2 separate regions of the Macaca mulatta genome follow, and region 2 is linked to region 1. A link is a contact called in public Hi-C data. All regions are on one chromosome and are shown on one strand. The core of a region is the stretch at or near the end of the contact, and the rest is flanking DNA. Distances in the headings are between cores, read along the strand shown. Region 1 holds the start of CACUL1 (CDK2 associated cullin domain 1). Region 2 holds the start of NANOS1 (nanos C2HC-type zinc finger 1).

Region 1 (3,855 bases), core at 706-3,205:
CTTACTAAACTTTTCACAAAAATAATCTTTTGGTGTGACAAATCCTTTTGTTCTCAATTTTACTGATTTCTGTTCCTAACTTTATGCTTTTTTTTTTTTTTTTTTTTTTTGAACTCTTCAAATGAACTTTACTAAAGCAAGCTTCCTTCATGACTCAGGTGAAGTCATTCTGCCACTCTACAGAAGGTCTGGTTCCACAACACAGCCTTCAACACACAAACTATACAATACAAACATGATTATCATGAATAAGGAGACAAAGCGTATATAAATTTTACCAAACCTACATATCAATGTCTTTGACTAAGGCAGTATCTTGAGGCAAATAAAATTACACGCTGTTCCCACACAGTGTGTAAGATTCCGACTATCTGCATCAAGGCAAATATTTTCTCTGCACAGCTAACTGGACAAGTACAGCTTGATAAAATTAGTAGCTAGAAATGAACTCTCCAGTTGCTTACCAGATGCCATTCAAAACTTGCAGTTAATAATAGGAGAGAAAAACCTGGCTGTGATGGTCACATCTCATTTTCAACATCCTATCACCACCACCACCACCACACACACACACCCCCCCCAAAGTAAAAGCACATTCTTTTCCTAGCTATGGAAGCATACATACATCCTGGTCAGAGGCAGTTTCGGATTACAAAACAGATTTTGGTCTTAAATCTTTCTGCTTGCAATTGAGCGTTAAGACAGATCACTAACATAAAGTTCAACATGCAACCTAATCTTGGGTTTGGACACAAGACATAACCCATCCTGAAAGGCTTATTCTTATGAGTGTAAGCTCTGAAGAGTGATTTTATGCATTATTAGCTTCAAAACAATGTCGGAGCTGCCACCGCGTAGGAAAGTAACTCACACATTACCCTAGCAGGATGCAAAGGTGTAACACAGAAGAGGAGGAACGAGGTGTAGATATAGGTCAACTTTCAAAGTCCTGACTTGTTTAACACGGCCTAGCCAAAAGCACAAGAACACAAGTTGCCAGGTTTCTTTTTTCTCTCTGGCTGCAAAAGACTGAAGGCCTTTCCCTAACGAGACTCAGGCAGCCTTCTTTTCCCCTCACTTTGAGGGTGAAACTTCAAGAGAAGACGGGTGCGAAAAGCGGTTCCCAATGTTGAGAGACTGCCAGTTGTGATAGGGATCGCGTTGGTAGAACTTGGGGCTCCGTGTGTACCAGGCTGCCTCTCTAGACCAGGTAATACAAGAAGCCAGGGCCGCTCAGGCGCTGGCCGCAGACACCAAATGAGGGGGAGGGGACGGTGAGGGGGAGGGAGGCACGGAGGCGAAGGGGGACGGGAGAAGAGGAAAGACCGAGGCCTGAAACAAAGGAAGCGGGGCTTTCTCCAAGAGGGGGTGGATACGGCGTCCGAGTGAGGTGGAGAAAAGCCAAGGCTGCTGGGAAAGGCTGGACTCACAGAACTTGGAGGTGGAGGTGTTGATGTTGATGGTGGAGCTGGCAGTGGGGGCGGGGGCCGCCTTGGCCACGGCGGCGGCCGCGTCGCAGCTCTTCAACATCATGATCACCCCATTAGCCTCAGGCGGTGGCGGCGGCCCCATCAGGAGCCCCTCCTTGGGGCCTTTCCTGTCCACGGAGACCGCGGGCACCGCCAGCAGCTGCCCCCCTGGAGGCTCTCGGGCAGGGGCCGGGATCGAAGAGGGGGGCGGTGGGGGTGGCAGGGGCTGCCGGAAGCCGTCCACCGCAGCCTCCCAGTTGTTGTGGTTCTGGTCGTCCATCATCGCCTCGTAGCTGCCCCCCTCCTCCTCTTCCATGCTTTCCTCCATCCTGCTGGCCCCCGGCACCCGCCCGCTTCACAGGCACCTGCCGCCCGTCTCAACCCCGGGCCAGCGGGCACCGCTGCCTCCCCGAGCTCACATCGCCGGGGGCAGGAATGGGCGCAGCGGAGAGGGCTGCGGTGCGCAGGGTCTCTTGCTCTCCACGGGGCCGACTAGCTTGGAGACGCGGCTGACGGCGGTGGGCGCTCCGGGGCTCTAGTCTGGGAGAGGCAGCCGTAAAGCAGCGGCGCTCCTCACGACATTTTACAGCGGCTTCCAACAGGCAGTTGGAAAGGGCAGCTGGGGGCGCGGCCAGGAGGGCACGTGGTGCGAGGGACTGGCCGCAAGAAAGCGGAGCCAAAAGGGGCGGGAGCTGTGAGTCACTCCCACGCAACAGGGCAGAGGTTCGCCCCGCCTCGGCTGGCAGGGAACTGACAAGGGAGGCGCGACAGGTCCTGACGGGCGTTCGCCGGCCCCGCCCCCGGCCAGGCGTCACGTGACAAAGGTGTTTGTCTTGCGCACGCGCGGTCGCAATCTGGTTACCATGACGACGAGGAGCCGGCCGGCTCCTGAGGGCGCGCGGAGCGGTCTTGGCAGTAGCTGTGGACTGGCCAGACTTACCGGAGGTGTTTTTCTCGCGTCCTCGAAATCTACCGGGCCTTCGCACCTCTGAGTGTCTGAGTGCCCCGGCTTTTGCTTGGGACGGAGATACGGGGCCACAAGAGACCCCGGGGTCGCAGGTTATAAGCGGATGAGACCGCCCTGGGCGGCCTGTGGTCCGACTGCTCCTTGGGTCGGTCCCCAGCTGTCGCGACACAAACACAAAACCCAGACTAAAAACCGAATCACACATAGCAGGATGGCCCAAAAAAGAAATGCGTTGGAGTTACTCATGCTTGTTTTTAAAATTCCTTTACGCTTGTATGCACTGAGACCAACAATCCAACTTTTAAAAATGCCGGCTTCCGCCGGGCGCGGTGGCTCACGCCTGTAATCCCAGTACTTTGGAATGCCGAGGTGGGTGGATCACGAGGTCAGGAGATCGAGACTATCCTGGCTAACACGGTGAAACCCCGTTTCTACTAAAAATACAAAAATTAGCCTGGCATGGTGGCATGTGCCTGTAGTCCCAGCTACCCGGGAGGCTAAGGCAGGAGAATTGCTGGAACTCGGGAGGTAGAGGTTGCAGTGAGCAGAGATCGTGCCACTGCACTCCAGCCTGGGCGACAGAGCGAGACTCCACTCAAAAAAAAAAAAAAAAAAAAAAAAAACGGGCTGGGCGCAGTGGGTCAGGCCTGTGATTCTACCACTTTAGGAGACCGAGACGGGAGGCCCGCTTGGGCCCAGGAATTCGAGACCAGCCAGACCAACATAACAAGACCCAGTATCTAAAAAAAAATTAGCAGGGCATGGTGGCGTGTGCCTGTGGTCCCAGCTACTCCAGAGGCTGAGGTAGATCACTTGAGTCCTGGAGGTCGAGGCTACAGTGAGCCGAGATCGCGCCACTGCACTCCAGCCTGGGTGACAGAGTGAGACTGTCTCCAAAAAAAAAAAAAAGGGAAAAGAGAATTAAGTGGTATGCTGAAGGGGAAAACATAAAACCTTAGAATTACATGTGTGACAAAAGAAAGGGAGAAGGAAGGCAAATTCTGTTTCAGACAACTGATGATTTATCATCAACAGACACTTTCTAGGTAGATGGGTGGGTGCGTGCGATGAGATAAAGGGTCTTTACATTAAAAAAAAAAAAAAAGTCCAATATACAGGGAAGATAGAGTCAAAAAAGTGTCTCTAACATACTGTGTCATAAAGCAAGTCTTTACATATCTAAGGATTTATATCATAGCCACCATATAGCCACAAAATATATTAAGCAAAAATGAACAGAAGTATAAGAAGACAGAGAAGTCTACCATCAGAGTAGGTGATTTTTCACTCCCTCTCTAATTGCAGTGAATTGAATATGGTCTCCCACAAGGTATGTCCATATCCTAATCCCTAGAACTTGTCAGTATGACCTTATTTGGAAAAACAGCATTTGCAGATGTAATCAAAGTTCTTGAGAAG
Region 2 (3,855 bases), core at 683-3,182, 270 kb after region 1:
ACTGGGTGTGGTGGCTCACATTTGTAATCCCAGCACTTTGTGAGGCCAAGACAGGAGGATCACTTGAGGCCAGGAGTTCAAGACCAGCCTGGGCAACATAGCGAGACCCCGTCTATTAAAAAAGAAAAAAAAAAAAAAAAAAGCAAGAAAAGATCAAATAGAATGATCCCAAAGATCCCTCCCCATGCTGACATTCTGATTCCCTCACTCATTCATTCTAATATTAACCAATGCCAGCACTAGGTTCTGGGCATCTCCTGCTGAGCCATTCTAAACCTGCTGGGCACAGCCAAGACCTGTGAGTGTGTCTTCAGGCCTAGTGAGGGCTCATTGTTTCCACAGCCACTGCATGGTCCAGAGTGGGGAAGGAAAGCCCCACCTGCCCCATGAAGCCCACGCTGCCAGGGCCCACCTGCCAGGGGAGGCATTTTCCTGATCCCAGTTCTAGGTTTCGTCCTAGAAGAGCCCTCAGTATCTAAAGCTTTTCCTACTTTCAATTTTTTAAAAAGTTGGAAAGGGTAAGACCACCTGCCATCTTCCTAATCAAAACTCATCTTCTGGCTCTTATTCTCCGTGGCTTTTCCACAACATGTTTTATTCATTTCAAAGTATTTAATTATAACGTCGAGGCAGGTGTGGTGGCTCATGTCTGTAACCCCAGCACTTTGGGAGGCCAAGGCAGGAAGATCGCTTGAGGCCAGGTGTTCAAGACCAGTCTAGGCAACATAGTGAGACCCTGTCTCAAGAAAATAAAAAATTAAAAGAAAAAAAAGCAAGAAGATAAAAGAGAGAGAAATAAAGAAAGAGGCCGGATGCGGTGGCTCACGCCTGTAATCCCAGCACTTTGGGAGGCCAAGGTGGGCGGATCACGAGGTCAGGAGTTCAAGACAAGCCTGGCCAACTAGTGAAACCCCGTCTCTACTAAAATAAAAAAATTAGCCGGGCGTGGTGGCGGGCATCTGTATTCCCAGCTACTCGGGAGGCTGAGGCAAAAGAATTGCTTGAACCCGGGATGAGGAAAGAAAAAAAAAAGAAAAGGAAGGAGGGAAAGAGGGAAGGAAGGAAGGAAAGAAGGAAGAAAGGGAGGGAGGGAGGAAGGGAGGAAGGAAGACAAAATATAACATTGAACACACGTTGTTTTTCAAACTGCACATATAACCCACATTTTGACTCAGGCCTCTGGGTCGAGGAGGTACACACACACACACATCCCAGTCACTGTCCTAGGCTCTCCAGCCATGAGGTTTTCCGGCCCAGTCCCAACCCCGACCTAAGTCACCGGGTATCGGCCACCCATCGGCTGAGGTCCCTGAGCACCTGTTGGGAGGAAGGCTGCTGCGAGGAGCGGGAAAGTCCTGCGTCCCTCCGCTCTTACCGCGGCAGGAACCACAGCCTCCCCGAACCTCACGGTGTGTGCGGATTTCGCTCAGGGGAAAGCGCTCCAACGCGCGGTGCAAACGGAAGCCACTGGCTGGTTGGGCGGCTGTGATGGGAGAGCTGCATCCTCCCATCGCGTCCAGCTTTTCATGCTGATGTTGGTGAGAAGAGGGTGGATAGCGGGGATTCTCAGGATGCGGACCTGGGGCCATTAAAGGCCGGGAGGTGGAGGCGTAAACCTGTGGCCACCCTGACCCCTGTCCTCGGTGGGCCTCACCACCAGGCCGAGGAGACCCAGGCCTGGTCACCTGCTCCAAGGCCAGGCCCGGCGCGCGAACGAAGGAGGACCTCAGCAGCAGTCCCTCCCCGGCCCTTCTCTCCCCTACTTTCTCCTCACCTACCAGCTGCGTGAAGAGCACGCCCCCTCCCCAGTCCCCACCAATCAGCGTCCGGAGCGGCGCCCGGGGCCCGGGGGGCTCTGGTCTGCAGCCAATGAGCGCCACGGCCCGAGGCGGCGCCTCGCCCGCCCCCTCCCGGAATGAAGGCCTCCCGACAGCTGGCGAAGCTGGCGCGGCGCGCGGGGCGCGGGACCCGCGCGGGCCGGAGTGGAGCGCGCGCACAGCCCGCCCGCCTCCGCTCCGCCTCCGTCCGGGGCGCGGGCGAGGTGGTCGGGGCGGGGGAGCGCAGGGGGCAGGGCCGCGGCGGCGAGGCCGGGGGGGCGGGGAGGAGCGGGCCCGATAAAAGGCGGCGCGGCGGCCCCACCCCGCGGCAGGCCGGCGGGCAGGCTCGGCGTGTCCCTTCCGTCCGGCCCGCGCCGGCGGCGGGGAGGCGGCGCGCGGCCCGCAGCCCGCCCATGGAGGCTTTCCCCTGGGCGCCCCGCTCGCCCCGCCGCGGCCGCGCCCCCCCGCCCATGGCGCTCGTGCCCAGCGCCCGCTACGTGAGCGCCCCGGGCCCGGCGCACCCGCAGCCCTTCAGCTCCTGGAACGACTACCTGGGGCTCGCCACGCTCATCACCAAAGCGGTGGACGGCGAGCCGCGCTTCGGTTGCGCCCGCGGTGGGAACGGCGGCAGCGGCTCCCCGCCCTCCTCCTCGTCCTGCTGCTCCCCCCACGCGGGGACTGGGCCTGGGGCGCTGGGGCCGGCGCTGGGGCCGCCCGACTACTACGAGGACGACGACGACGACGACAGCGACGAGCCGGGGTCCCGGGGCCGCTACCTGGGGGGCGCGCTGGAGCTGCGAGCGCTGGAGCTGTGCGCGGGCCCCGCCGAGGCCGGGCTGCTGGAGGAGCGCTTCGCCGAGCTGAGCCCGTTCGCAGGTCGTGCCGCCGCCGTGCTGCTGGGCTGCGCGCCTGCCGCGGCCGCCACTACTAGCGAGGCGACGCCGCGCGAGGAGCGGGCCCCGGCATGGGCGGCCGAGCCCCGGCTGCACGCGGCCTCCGGGGCGGCGGCCGCCCGGCTGCTGAAGCCGGAGCTGCAGGTGTGCGTATTCTGCCGCAACAACAAGGAGGCGATGGCGCTCTACACCACCCATATCCTCAAGGGCCCCGACGGGCGAGTGCTGTGCCCAGTGCTGCGCCGCTACACGTGTCCCCTGTGCGGCGCCAGCGGCGACAACGCGCACACCATCAAGTACTGCCCGCTCTCCAAAGTGCCGCCGCCGCCCGCCCGCCCGCCGCCCCGCAGCGCCAGGGACGGCCCGCCTGGCAAGAAGCTGCGCTGAGGGCCCGGGCTCCCGGCCACCCAGGGTCGCCGCCGCCGCCCCTCGCACCACTAGGTCTGCGCACCATCTTGCCCCCGCCGTGGGGAGGCGTGCGGCTCAGCGGTCGGCTCGACTTTGGGACGTCGTCCTGGTGGTTTTTCAAAAGCAGCCGACCGTGTGGAGTACTTCCGTGCCGAGCAATATGGGACTAGACGGTGAAATCACCATGTCTTCAGTTTCTAGTTTGCACATCCAGAACGGCGAAGGCTGGGTGTGTATTCCACTAACTGAAATACGGCAACTTAGAGGCGCTGTTTATTTACTGTATACGTGGACCTATTTTAGATGCGCATCAGTATGAAATTGTCTCAATCTAGGATGTTTCATTTTATGAATGGAGGCACTTTACTAGGTCTAGAATATTTTTTTAAAAGCCTCTGAACTGAGCTTAAAACTGGCGATTTTATGAAATGTCGGCAAAATGACTATTTTATTGTTTGAAGCGAGTAATATTCTTAGTTGTCCTTAAAAAATCAGTTACTCTAATTCCAGGTGAAGCAAGCCGCTGGTAGCATCACCCTTATGAGAAGTGAAGGTTTTGTAAACTTTCCAGTATTAATTTGGGCGGGTATTCCCTCCTTGTGGCTTGTTTCCGTCCTAGATGGAGGTGTAAAATGCACAATCTGTAGCAGGTAGAATACAGCTCCTTATCCTTTTATGTACCAGATATTTTATTACTGAACTAGCAACTAGCCTTTTCCACCTTTAAAAGTTGTGCT

Evidence for each region. A called contact is a pair of places that touch in the nucleus more often than the background predicts.
Region 2: a contact with region 1 is called in a Hi-C map of fetal cortex germinal zone, with 2.3 times the contacts expected there. The contact joins the promoter of NANOS1 here to the promoter of CACUL1 in region 1. A contact is called at or near these places in 2 of 14 Hi-C or Micro-C datasets (fetal cortex germinal zone and fetal cortical plate).

The regions. Positions count from the first base shown.
Region 1 is chr9:130,852,888-130,856,742 of T2T-MMU8v2.0, forward strand. CACUL1 (CDK2 associated cullin domain 1) reads right to left here and starts at 1,956. Exons shown (of 9, transcript NM_001266943.1): 1 at 1,431-1,956. The coding sequence starts at 1,797.
Region 2 is chr9:131,119,484-131,123,338 of T2T-MMU8v2.0, forward strand. It overlaps NANOS1 (nanos C2HC-type zinc finger 1), which reads left to right and starts at 1,933. Exons shown (of 1, transcript XM_028826912.2): 1 at 1,933-3,855. The coding sequence starts at 2,231. The coding sequence ends at 3,097.